2 separate regions of the Sus scrofa genome follow, and region 2 is linked to region 1. Evidence: chromatin contacts called from public HiChIP or PLAC-seq data. All regions are on one chromosome and are shown on one strand. The core of a region is the stretch at or near the end of the contact, and the rest is flanking DNA. Distances in the headings are between cores, read along the strand shown. Region 1 overlaps SLCO2A1 (solute carrier organic anion transporter family, member 2A1). Region 2 has its middle 9.6 kb from the start of ANAPC13.

Region 1 (6,460 bases), core at 1,704-4,203:
GCCACCGGCCTACACCAGAGTCACAGCAACACGGGATCTGAGCCGAGCTGGCAACCTACACCACAGCTCACAGCAACACCAGGACCTTAACTCACTGAGTGAGGCCAGGGATCAAACCTGCAACCTCATGGTTCCTAGTCAGATTTGTTAACCACTGAGCCACAATAGGAACTTCCCTCTTGGTAAATTTTAAGTATGCAATGTGTATTTTTATCTTTATGCCCCCCACCATGCTTTCTAGTAGTAGATCTCCAAAACTTATCTGACATAACTGAAACTTATACCCTTGATCACCACCTCCCTGTTTCACCCTCAAAGCCCCCTGGCAACCACCATTCTATTCTGCTTCTATGTGTTCGACTATTTGAGATTCCACCTATAAGTGAGATCGTACAGTATTTGTCTTTCTGTGTCTGGCTTATTTCACCAAAATCCATGTCTTAACTCTTGATACTGTGTGTTTGTTTCATCTCCTTGTCTGAGATTTCAGCAACACTCCCAACCAGCAGCCAGCCCCTTTCCAGGACACCTCTGCCTGGGAGGAAGTAGGCGAAACTTCCCAGCCACCTACAGAGGTTAGAGGGCTCATGAGTTTGAATGTAACTAGCAGAATCTCCCCAGGCCTGGCTCTTCTATCCCTATAAAATGTGTGTTGTCTTTTCAAAGCTGCCATTTCAGACCTGATTTCATTAAGGACTTTGAGTCAGGCATACATGGGTTCAAATACCAGCTCTGGCCCAGTCACCTCTGTGCGTAGGACGCAATGTATGTCATAGCCTTGGCAGCGTCTGCCGGTGCAGTGAATGGAAGTTTAAAAATTCTGGCCCTGGGACTTGGGTCTCTACAGTAGAGTGTGTACATCAGAGAAAGAGTTAACACCCCACCAGGGAGAGACGGTGGAGGAGGTGGGATGGGCAGAGAAACTCAGCCCCAGCGTGCTGCATACTTTTGTAGGCCTAGGGCAACAGCTATGGAACAAAGAAATAACAAATGGGAAAGACATTGTTCAACTGGAGCTACATTTTTTTTTTTTTTTTTTTGTCTTTTTAGCTATTTCTTGGGCCGCTCCCGCGGCATATGGAGGTTCCCAGGCTAGGGGTCTAATCGGAGCTGTAGCCACCGGCCTACGCCACAGCCACAGCAACGCAGGATCCGAGCCACGTCTGCAACCTACACCACAGCTCACGGCAACACCGGATCGTTAACCCACTGAGCAAGGGCAGGGACCAAACCCGAAACCTCATGGTTCCTAGTCGGATTCGTTAACCACTGCGCCACTACGGGAACTCCCTGGAGCTACATTTTTTAATGAAAAAATAGTTTTAATTTAAAAGCTTTTATGGCTGCTTTATTTCAGAAACATCATGTGCTCATTACACAAGAATTAGAAAGTATACTGAGGCAAACACGCACACACAGACACACACACAAAGTCACAGCACAGTCCCATCACCGTGAGAGAGCCATGGTCTTCCACACTTTCTCTGCCTGTTCGATGAGGCTGCACAAATTAAGGATCACACTCTTCGCCAAACTACTCCTTGTCTTTTGAGTCTACAAGATGTTACAGCTGACTTTCTGTGTCACTGAGGCTACAGCCCCAATCTAATTCTAAGAGGCTGCCTCCTGTTTCCCTGTTTGGCTGGACCACTCTCTAACCGAACCCTGCATTGAAATGTGGGATAGTGCGTGTGGGGTGGGAGGAGGAGGAGGGTACAGAGGGACACTAACCAAAGTCCAGGGCTGGCCGCTGGCCTGGCTGCCCACAGCTTCCCTGAGCACAGAGCTGGTGTCAGATCTGGATGACCTTGAGCAGACAGGCATCTTGGCCCCTTTGCCTTTCCTGGGAGAGGCCTTCCTGATGCATGGGGGAGCCCCTGGGCCAGCAGTTTTCACATGTATCCTATGCAAACATCAGTGTGGAGGATAGGAGATGAGGGGCCAGGCTGGACGAAGCACGTGTTTCTGGGTGAGGAGAGGGGACCATGAGGAAGGCAGACCCCTCCCAGGCCCCACTGTCCAGAGCAGCCCTGAGCTCAACAGCACTGGGCAGAGTCCAGTGTGATGATGGGCAAGCCTCATCCACGGCCCTTATTTTCTCTCTCCATGGGACTCCGAGGTCCTCCCAGCTCAGAGCTCTGCCCTCTCTGGGAGGACCACAAATGAAAATGAAGCTGAACCCCATGGAGTGGGATCAGTGACGTCAGCAGTTTCCATCACCTCCATAAGGCTGGAAAAGAAGGCACCTCATGAAAAGGAGTTCTCCAGGGCCCTCAAGGCCTTGGAGAGCTGACAATGCTGATTGTTCAGTGTTGGCCAAATTGAAAACAGTGGCTTCGGAGTGGCAGTCCAGCCTAGCCAGGTCCCCAAAGCCACAGGCACTGGTGCCCACAGGCCACCCTGGGGCCTCTGGGGCCCTCACACAAGGGCAACCTCAGCCCTCTACCTGTAGCATGAGGAGTTGAACCAGAGGGTCTCAAAGTCCCTTCAAGTTCTTGATCAAGTTCTTGATCTTTAGGAGCTGCCCAGGTTTGGTAAGGACATGCAACATCTTCGAGAGCCAGGCTTATCCAGGAGCAAGGGCTCTGGGTGCCACAGCCTCAGGGGAGCATCCCAGTCTGGGGGTAACACTGTCTTCTGTGGGACAGAATGACCTTTGTCCTGCTAAAGGGAACCACCCCTTGGGGGCCTGAGCCTGAGGCTGCACACAGGGGGGCTGAAGGCCCACAAGCCTGGGTGTTGATCCCAGCTCTGCCTTTCCCAGCTGGGTGGCCTGGTCTCCACAGAGGAAGACACTGATCCCTCCCTGCCCAGCCCCCTGCCTGTACCCAGAGAGGAGAAGGAATGGATGTCCCACCCCATAGGGGCTGCCCCCATCAGAGCAGGGAGCCCACACTCCACTGCCCTTTATTCCAGAGCCACTCCCAGAAGGACTGGGAGGAAGGCCAGGTCTGGAGGCCAGCTGCTGCAGCCAGGCTCCCGGGGTGGGGTGAGGTAACAGCACCCACTCTCTCATTGCAGGGAACAGCAGCCGCCTCCAGGCTGAGCTCTGTCAGAAACACTGGCAGGGCCTGCCCCCCAGCAAGTGCCACAGCAGCATCCAGGACTCCCGGAAGGAGACCAGCAGCGTGTGGGGTCTCATGGTGGTGGCCCAGCTGCTGGCAGGCATTGGCACGGTGCCCATCCAGCCGTTTGGAATCTCCTATGTGGATGACTTCTCAGAGCCCAACAACTCGCCCCTGTACATCTGTGAGTCGGGCTTGAAGGGGCTGCAGGGCGGGGTCAGGTCCTGACGTGGCCCAGCCAGTGCGTGCAGAGGTTTGGGGATCTGACACACCTGGTTTGAGTGCCGGCTCCAGGATCCACAGCTGTGTGATCCTGGGCATGAGGCTGAGCCCAGGCCCCCACCCCTCGCCAGCAGGATGGGGCTCACAGTCTCTCTGCACTGGGAGCAGGGGAGCACCTGAGGGATGTATGTGGCCCCTTGGCCCTGGGCCCGACACAGGGCAGCTCGTCAACCTGCAGGAGCCCTGCTGCCATCCAGTCCTGGCACAGGTGGGGCCCATGGATCTTCTGAGCTGGCCACTTAGAGACAAGTTGGCCTCAAAGAAGCGCATGCAGAGCAGACATAGCCGATGACCATCTGACTACTCAAATCCTTCCCTTGGAATAAGCTACACTGAGCATTCCCAGGGCCCAGCCCCAGACCAAACAGACCACGCCCACAGGTTCTGTGGCCCCACAAGCTCCCACCAGGCCTGCCACATCGTACCTGCAGGGAGCTTCACCACTGCATGTGACTGGGCAGAACCTGTAAATGCCCAGGAAGCCATTCCCCCCCCACACACACAGCAAGCAGATGTCTCTGGTATCTGGCTGGAGGAGAAACAGCTTTGGTTCTTCATGTCTCAGGATCTTGAGTGGCTCTGGCCTTGGTTTAAGGCAAGGGGACAGAGGAGGTGATCTCTCAGGAATCCCTCAGGGAGGAAAGAGCCCGGTGCGGCCACCCTGCCCATCCCCCTCAGGCTCCTTTCTCTCTCCCCTTTCCAGCCATCTTATTTGCCATCTCTGTATTCGGACCGGCTTTCGGCTACCTGCTGGGCTCGGTCATGCTGCAGATCTTTGTGGACTACGGCAGGGTGGACACAGGTGAGTGTGTGCAGGGACGCTCATCCCACCACTGGTCCCTTGAAGCAGCCTCCCCAACTCCCAGACGATCAGGGCAGAGGATGAGGCTCCAACTTTAAATGCTCACTGCCCCCGGGAGTTCCCTTTGTGGTTCAGTGGAAATGAGCCCGACTAGTATCCATGAGGATGTAGGTTTGATCCCTGGCCTCGCTCAGTGGGCTAAGGATCCGCTGTTGCCATGAGCTGTGGTGTAGTTTGCAGGTGTGGCTCAGATCCTGTGTTGCTCTGGCTGTGGTGTAGACCAGCAGCTGCAGCTCTGGTTCAGCCCCTAGACTGGGAATCTCCATATGCCCCTGGTGCAGCCCTAAAAAGCAAAAAAATATAAATAAATTAAAAAATCAATAAATGCTCCTTGTGACCCTGCCTCCCCCACCATTCACTTGCTCACTGCTGCAGTTGTGAGGCAGCGAGAGCAGACAGCACGCACCTCCTCTAACCAGGGCCCATGCTGGACACTGAGGGATGCACTGCTGAAGAAAACATACTTTCTGCCCTCAAGACATGCAGCAGGAAACCTTGAGACACGGGGCAGGGCCTCAGGTGTTGCTACCACAACTACCCATCATGGTGGTGGTATTAAAAATTGCTCTATAATTCTTTAATTCTAAGATAGTTTTGATTTTTAAAAATTTTTTAAGAAGAGCTCTTTTGGAGAAAAGATGAAGCACCACATAAAATATACACATGGATTATGACCCTCTTCCAAATGGTATAACATCAGGGTTAACCATGTGGGCACAGGTCATGAACAATCTGTGTCTAATCCTGGTTCTATCTCTTACTGGCTGAGTGATCTTGGGCACATAGCTTCATCTTTCTGTGCCTCAGTTTCCTCATCTGTAAAATGGGGTTAATGGCAGTGAAATAGAGTTGTTCTAATGTTTAGAACATGCCTGATAGCTATTGAAATTGACAGGAGTGAGCTCTTCCAAAAAAAATGATATGGATTAAGCCACTGTGTGTCTTAGGATGAGGAAATGTAGTCCATAGACAAGAACACACATAGTGAGTTAACCATTCAGGGAGCCAGCCTAGGTTGGATCCTGCAAGGGTGGTATGGCTGTTTTAAGGTTGTCCTACACCCTCCACCTCCCAGAAGGCAAGGAGGGCTGGCACTGTGAAAGAGAGGGACCAGCAAAGAGCTTTGGCAGTTCCAAGGTAGGAAGAGCCCTCCTGCATGAGGTGATGAGGGAGGGCCTCCCAGGGAGGTGATGTCTGCAGTCTGTGTGTCATGTGGGTAGGAATCCCACAGGGGTGATGGGCAGGGCCTTCCCAGGAGCAGGAAACCACCTGGACCAAGCCAAGAGGGGGAACGCATGGGGAGTGTGTGGGTGGTAGGTAAGTTCTCACAGCCAGACCCTCAGAAACCTCAGAAATCACACTGCCTCCTCCCCATGCCCAGCATACAAATCAGAGCCTGCCTGTCTCACAAAGAGTGTAGGCAGGACTTAAACCCAGTCATGCTGCCAGAGCCCACAGACCCCTGTCCCCGGGACTGTCTGACCACTGTCATCTGCTCAGTGTCATCCACCTGTACTTCAAACAAAAGGGCGAAGCTGGGGGAGCTGTTTGCTCAGGGTCAAGTCATCTTTGCCCCTGACTGGCACTTTCTGTGCCGAGTTCTGCCTCTTAGTTGCCCAAAGAGACCAGCAACTGAGCTCCCAGGCCACCAGGGACAGTGCCCAGGACAGTGTTGGGCTGAGGGCCGTTCTGCTATCGGCTCCCTCCTCCCATGCCCATGTAGCTTCTTTACAAAGAGAAACAACGGCATACCCTTAAATGTGGAAGGGAAACTTGCCGGGACAAAGCATCTCCTTCGAGGCCTGGAAACCCACTCTGTGGATGATTGGTTTTTTGAGCATCTGAGGGTTATGAGGCTTCCTTTCTTAGGAATCAATAAAATTGGGAGGCAGTAGCATTTAATGATTAAGAGGGAAGGTTTGGATACCACAAGGACATAGGTTTGAAATTGACTGATGAAACGGTGCTTGCCAGCCTTGACCTTGGAGGAGCTGAGATGAACCTCCCTGATCCTCCCAGTGGCCTCCATTCTCTGGGAAGACCTAAAATAGCCTGGAGAGGGAATGTTATCATGACCAAGGTGCCAGTTCATGGCTTACCTCTTCTCCATTATGGGGAGAAATCCCCCCTGATCAGAGGGTCTCTTTCCAGGAGGGTCAGGTCGAGCATTCAATCAACAAACACTTCCGTCCTTTGCTTTCTTTCCAGCTACGGTTAACTTAAGCCCTGGAGACCCTCGGTGGATAGGAGC
Region 2 (6,460 bases), core at 1,477-3,976, 470 kb before region 1:
GTGTGGCTTTTCAATCAAAACACCCGAGGAGGAGGGTTTCTGCAGAGGGAGGCTGAGAGGCAGTGTCCTGCAGCTGTGGGTGCTGGGGATACAGCAGTGAACAAAATAAGGATGGCAGTGAGGGAAACAAGCTTTAAACGAGCAGGTACACAAATCTAGGATTTCATATTGTGACACACACTAGGAAGGAAAAATGAAAATGTTACTTAGGTTCCTGGAAGCAAAATCTGAGGCAGTCTGTTGTGCAAGGAGTTCATTGCAATTGTGTTCTCAGAAGGGGCATGTGAGGGAAGCAGGGTAGGACAGGGGAAGGCACTGAGCAAAGATGGGGCTTCAGCTGAAGTCTGGCCTCTGCCTGATCCCATGCGTGCGACAGAGCTTGGTGTCACCAAGAGTTTTCCCATCTTGGAGCAAGACCTCTGGCGTCTGTGCTCAGCCTGAGGTGGTCATTCATTGGCTCTGCCCTCCTGGCCTCCCCCAGGGAGGGTGAAACCAGGAGTTGCCAGTGGACAGGGCTCTCCAGGCAACAGTGTGGCTGTGAGCTCGTGGCAGCCAACACAACCAGGGAACGGGCGTGCAGACAGAACCGGCAGAGGACCTGGACCCCAACAGTGACCACTGCAGAGTATAGAGTATGACTGGGGAACTCATTTAGATTAGACAGTCACAGCGAGACCATGTGATAAGTAGCTTTTGATAGCACATCATTTCAAATATTTGCTTCTGAATTTATCCCATTTTCCAAAGAAGTGGCCAGATCCTTAGTGATTTCCTGTTCACAGCAGAGAGCAGACATGCTCAGAACCAACCCTACTCCCTGTTTGAAGAGCAGGCGAGGGAGAGAGAGGAGGAGCTTCTTAGGAGTAGTTGAAGTCTGTTCCCCAGTTTCCAGTGGTACCCAGGGAGATGGTGAACTTCAGAGGCTCCCGGTTTGGGGGTTCCCTGAAGAAAATTGAGTCATCCTGGGTCTTTCAGCCTGGGCAGAGACCCCCCAAGCACTGGGACCACCTTCCGCAAGGGCCCATCAGAGTTTGTAGTGAGGGTGGCAGCAGGGACACGAATGGACTGGAGAGTAGAGCCCCTCACCCTTTTATGAGCTTATCTGTAAGCATCCTAAATGCCTGTGATACTCTGGAAGAGAAAAGAACACCCCAGTGACCACAGATTTAATTCTGCTGCAGCACAGCAGAGTGCAGCCAAAAAGATTTAATTTGCTCTGAAGACAATAAAATGTGATATTTCTTTTTTTTTTTTTTTTTTTTTTTGGTCTTTTTTGCCGTTTCTTGGGCCGCTCCTGCGGCATATGGAGGTTCCCAGGCTAGGGGTCGAATCGGAGCTGTAGCTGCCAGCCTATGCCAGAGCCACAGCAACGCAGGATCCGAGCTGTGTCTGCGACCTATACCACAGCTCACGGCAACTCCGGATGGTTAACCCACTGAGCAAGGGCAGGGATCGAACCCGCAACCTCATGGTTCCTAGTAGCCAGGGGAAGAATTGAGGGATGAGGGGTGATGGCCAAGAGCAAACTGCATGCAGTCTGGAGGTGGGGTGGGCACCAAGCAAAGTGGGTGGGGAGGCCGGAGGGAGTGGGGGAGCGGCTCCACCAGATTTTTTTTTTTTAATATAAACACTCTATGCTTGAACAGGTTAAAACCTTCTAAGTGGAACGACAGAAGAGCTTTGCCTTGGCTCAAGTGAGGGATGATGATGGCCTGAACCAGCAGAATGGGGATGGTTGTCAAGGGACTTAGGTTATCTCAGAGGTCATTGTCCAGGTGTGCCTGGTGAGAGGTGTGTGTCATGACAACAGTGCCCCAGATGGTGGTTGTGTGGTTCAAAGGAGGCACACGCAGGCATCCAGTGTGAGCTCTGTCCTGTGACCAAAAAGCAAATTCTCTAACCCAGACCCAGGACTCCAGGTGTAACTTCTGTCCTCTAAAAACACAGAATCTGGTCCAGGAGTTGCCCATCCTTTAAAGCCCAACTTAAATCCATTTCTTCATAATACAGTAACAACACAGTCAACTGAGTGCTTCTTTGTGCTTTTTAGACACATGATCTCTAGCCCTCCAGTCCACTTTCTAAGGTATTACTGACCTCATTGATCAGGAGACAGCAGCTTAAAATTAAATAACTTGTTCCAAGTTAAAGTGACTCAAGTAGTAAATGGATTCCAACCTAGGCTGTCTGATCTTAAAATCCTGGTCCTCTCCCTGGACCATGTAATCTCCCCCTGAAAACCCTTCTGCAACCATTCTGTTCTGAATTAGGAAAAAAATCCTATGGGATCACTTAGAACTTCCAAATGTTTACATTATTTTATGATCGAGATAAAGAACTGAAAAACAATTTTTATCAGGATCCTAGGAATCATGAAACATTTAAAAATCCAACCTATTGCCAAGCTCACATGTATCTCATATAACTTACGATTTTACCATGAGTCACATCCCTGTCTCCGGTTCTTATTCAAGGTCAAATCCCCTAAAGCATATTTTCAGATTTTGGTGCTTTGACAGCTGGATGTCAATGTTACCTAGAGCCCAGCAGGGGGTGCCCAATTCCTATAAGAAAATCCGCATCCCTGGCAGAACTGTAGGTAAACCCTACCTGAAGGTCCTGAATAAATGTGGTGTTTTGCTTGGGAGTGATTCTGCCTATATGGGTTCCCAAAGCTCTGAGGATGTGTTTGTGTGAAATCTCTGGAATTCTGGCCAGCCATGCTTGGGCTGGCAGCTCACCTAGTGGGGTCCTCACTCCTGCTTTGTGAGGAGCCAAGAGGGCACAGGGTAGGTGAGGGCAGTTCAAAACTTTGGTTGCAGAAAAAGGTAGCCAGAAAGGATTTTGGCTGCTGGTGAGCCCAATTTACAGTCAGGCCTGAGGACTCTTTCCTATGCTATTTCCCAGCTCTTTGCATTAAGTTATTTGGAGACTTTAGGTTAGTGATCCATTAGACTCTAGGCTAAGATAAAGACTTTCCCAAATCTTCTCCTCTTCTCTTTTCTCTTCTCTTTTCTTTCTTCCTTCCTTCCTTCTTTCCTTCCTTCCTTCCTTCCTTTCTTTCTTTTTTTCTTTCTTTCTTTCTTTCTTCCTTTCTTTCTTCCTTTCTTTCCTTCTTTCCTAGATTTTATTTATTTTTTTGCCTCTTTGAGTCATATACTTAACACACTGTGTGGGGCCAGGGATCGAACCTGCATCCAGAGATGCTGCTGATCCCGTTGTACAACAACAGAAACTCTCCAAATCTTCCTTTCTTGATTTGGCCCTGCTTTACCCACAGTTAAATTCCTTCCCCAATTCCTTGCTATGTGCACCCCCTCCATGGGCTCCTCTGGAAAGTAGCAGGGGAGGTTAGGGGCAGTCAGGGAAAGGCAGCTGGGTGGTCTCTTAAGGGGACTCCACATCTGTGGCCTTCCTGGCCCCACATGATGGCCTTGGCCTCTGCACCTGAGCCAACCCACACTGGCTTCATGGACACACAACCTGTGCAGTCACACAGGCCATGCAGAAGGCTGTCTTGAAACTCTGAATCATTTTCAAACAAGCAGATCATGTTTTCCATATATACTGGGCTCCGGCTATCATCTACTGGTCCTTGGCAGTCATCTGTGGGGGTTCCGTGCTAGATGGTGACTAACTGGACCCAGCAAGTGCCCTCACCGTGGGAGTGAGAATTCAAGACACGGTGCACAGCAGCCTTTGAGGAGAACAGAAAAGCAAGCAGGTCCGAGAAAAGCTGGGGCAGACCTCCAGGCTTCCTGTGGCGTCCTGATGGGCATTCTATTTCCTCACAAAATCAAACAGCACAGCAGCTGAAGGTGTTCCCTGAGCTCCTCTGTCATTCTTACCCCCTGGAAGCTAGCCCAACCAACCCTGGAGGGATGGATATGTATAAAAACACTGCAAGTGCAGCAAGACAGGTTTGGCAGATGGCTAAGAGAACTCGACAGAGGTGACCACCCAATCCCAGGCAGACACTTGCCTAAATTCCCTCTGGTGCTCAGCCAGCTACCATATGGATTTGTGCTCTGTCACCATGGGCACAGCAAGGCAGCTGGCTCAGAACAGAGCCTCTGACTGAAGTCAGGAGAAGCATGCTTCAGAGCTGGGATTTATGGTCCATGTATTCATCCATGACGAGTTCTACCAAGCTTTTTATTTAGCTTCCCCTTCCGTCCTGAGCCATGTGAAAAAGCTGTTTTTATTGGCCAAAATAGTCAGATCATATCACAGTTTCTATGTTTTTAGCTAATGTTATACTTACCTAGAGCCAACTGTGCACAGACACACACACCAAGACACATACACACACGACGCCGTACAAACCGGATTTGATGGGGGCGGCAAAGAGCTGGCAACGGGGTGGAGAATTTGAAAACAGCCAAATGACTGGAAAGGAAGTGAGGGAGGTTGATGTGTAAACCCATCCCAGTGATTCCAGGCCTCCCCTAGTGACTCAGCTCCCCCTTTACGTGCTGCCACCACCCAAGGGCAAAAGGGGTTTTCCTCTGCCCTTGCCACGGTCTTGCCTCCACTCTGCCAGCCCCTCTGGAAGGGTGGTTCTCTCCATCTGTCAGCTCAATCTCAGGCACGCCCCTGCCCCGTGCCCTCCACCAAGCGCACAGATCGGTGGTACCCAAAACGCGCAGGACTTCTTGAGGAAGAGTGCTGTGGCAGCATCCTTGCCTCCTTGCCAGTGGGGATGGCCTTACATCTGTCATCAAATAAGACCCACCTGCAGCCTTACCCAGCTCAGCCCAGATAAAGGGGACCCTACTCTCCAGGGCCATCTTCCCGGCTTTTCTGTCCCAGCCACTCTCCTCCCAGCTCAGGCTCTCAATTCTCAGGGTTCTGCGGATGTTGGGAGACACTCCTTCCACTCCTCTCTCAGCTCCTGCTCTCAAGTCCCAGTTCTTAGGCCAGGACTACAGGCAGAAGTAGCTTCAGGGAACATGTAAAATGAGCCCCAAGTGGGGCTGGAGAATCCCGGACAGACTGGACTCGTGAGAGGAATGGAAGGGCTGTGGCTCTGGTCCCTTCTCCTCCCATCTCCTGTTTCCCACATCTTTCACTCTTTCTCTCAACTCAATGGAAGAATCAGTCTCTTCAGTCTCTGTGTATGTTCCTATTTCTCTGTCTCTCTCTCTCTCTTTTTTTTTTCTTTTTGCCATTTCTTAGGCCACTCCCGTGGCATATGGAGGTTCCCAGGCTAGGAGTCGAATTGGAGCTGTAGCCGCCAGCCTATGTGAGCCACAGCAATGCCAGATCCAACATGCGTCTTCGACCTACACCACAGCTCACAGCAACGCCAGATCCTTAACCCATTGAGCGAGACCAGGGATTGAACCCACAACCTCATGGTTCCTAGTCGGATTTGTTAGCCACTGAGCCACAACAGGAACTCCCCTATTTCTCTTTCTTGCCATTTTTCTCCCTTTCTCATATTCAAGCATTTATCTGAATATCTTACTCTGTACAGTAGATTGATTTTTCTTTTTTCAATTTACAAATTCCTTTAAATTAGAATCCCCATCGTGTTTGCACCTGGTTTTATTTTACCTAATAGTTACTTGTGTGAAGTTACATATATGTAAAATGTGTATAGCCTGCTGCAAAGTATAGGAGAGGGGCTAAAAGTACAGATTTGGAGGCAGAAAGACTTGTGTTCAAATACCCAGCATGGGGAGTGGGAGGGGAGCCTGCGTAGCACACCAGGTGCTCATCCCCAAACAAGTTATCTACCTTTCTGAACCTGAGTTTCTGTGTTGGAAATAGAGTTGACAACACTTCATACATGATAGGCTTATAAGAGGATAAAATGAAGCAATGCAAGGAAAGTGCTTAGAACAGTTTCTGGCACATGGTAAGCACTTGATAACTATTGGAAAATATAAACAAGCATTTCCAAAAAATTCTACACTGACCGTCTAAAGTCAAGCAAAGAATAATTAATTTTATTACATAAATCATCATTCAGGTAATATTTTACATAGTAGAAACAGCAATGAATCAGAAGGCAAAACATCTGGGTTCAAGTTCTAGTGCTACCACTTACCAGCTGTGTGACCAGGAGTCTGTCTGTCAACATCTCTGAGCCTACATGATAAAGTTGGGGAATAAAATAAGCACAATGAATTCAAAACTGTAAATGTAAATGTATTTGTATTTACAAAGAACTTTATACATTAAATTAGACATCATAATTTATTTACTTCACGAATTCACAATTCTCATAGCTAACATGTGCTAATTTAAACATAATAAATATGCATGTAGACATATATGTATAGAAGGTACATAAACATGTTTTTATAAGTCTGGAAGGAAAGACAGCAAGTCATTGGCAGTTGTTACCTCTTGGGACAAGATTAGACTGGCCAAGAAGGAAATTGTCACGCCTTACTCTATCTCCTTCAGGAAAAGAATAGTGTTGAGGTTATGGGTAATTTTTGAAAGTAAT

What was found. HiChIP or PLAC-seq counts read pairs in DNA pulled down with a chosen protein or histone mark.
Region 2: an H3K27ac HiChIP or PLAC-seq map of skeletal muscle shows a contact between it and region 1, with 2.7 times the contacts expected there. The contact joins two enhancer-like sites. A contact is called at or near these places in 2 of 5 promoter capture datasets (fetal skeletal muscle and skeletal muscle) and 1 of 2 datasets of contacts at active chromatin or transcription factors (skeletal muscle).

The regions. Positions count from the first base shown.
Region 1 is chr13:75,124,719-75,131,178 of Sscrofa11.1, reverse strand. It overlaps SLCO2A1 (solute carrier organic anion transporter family, member 2A1), which reads left to right. Exons shown (of 14, transcript NM_001123195.2): 4 at 3,022-3,249; 5 at 4,051-4,149; 6 at 6,418-6,460. Among named protein-coding and RNA genes, the nearest start is that of RAB6B, 53 kb to the right of the region's middle. Within about 2 kb of position 2,953, at least 4 of the 83 cell types and tissues checked have an H3K27ac peak or open chromatin away from gene starts, as enhancers often do. A contact at or near this core is called in skeletal muscle, where this site is marked.
Region 2 is chr13:75,592,192-75,598,651 of Sscrofa11.1, reverse strand. No RefSeq gene overlaps it. Among named protein-coding and RNA genes, the nearest start is that of ANAPC13, 9.6 kb to the left of the region's middle. Within about 2 kb of position 2,726, at least 15 of the 83 cell types and tissues checked have an H3K27ac peak or open chromatin away from gene starts, as enhancers often do. A contact at or near this core is called in skeletal muscle, where this site is marked.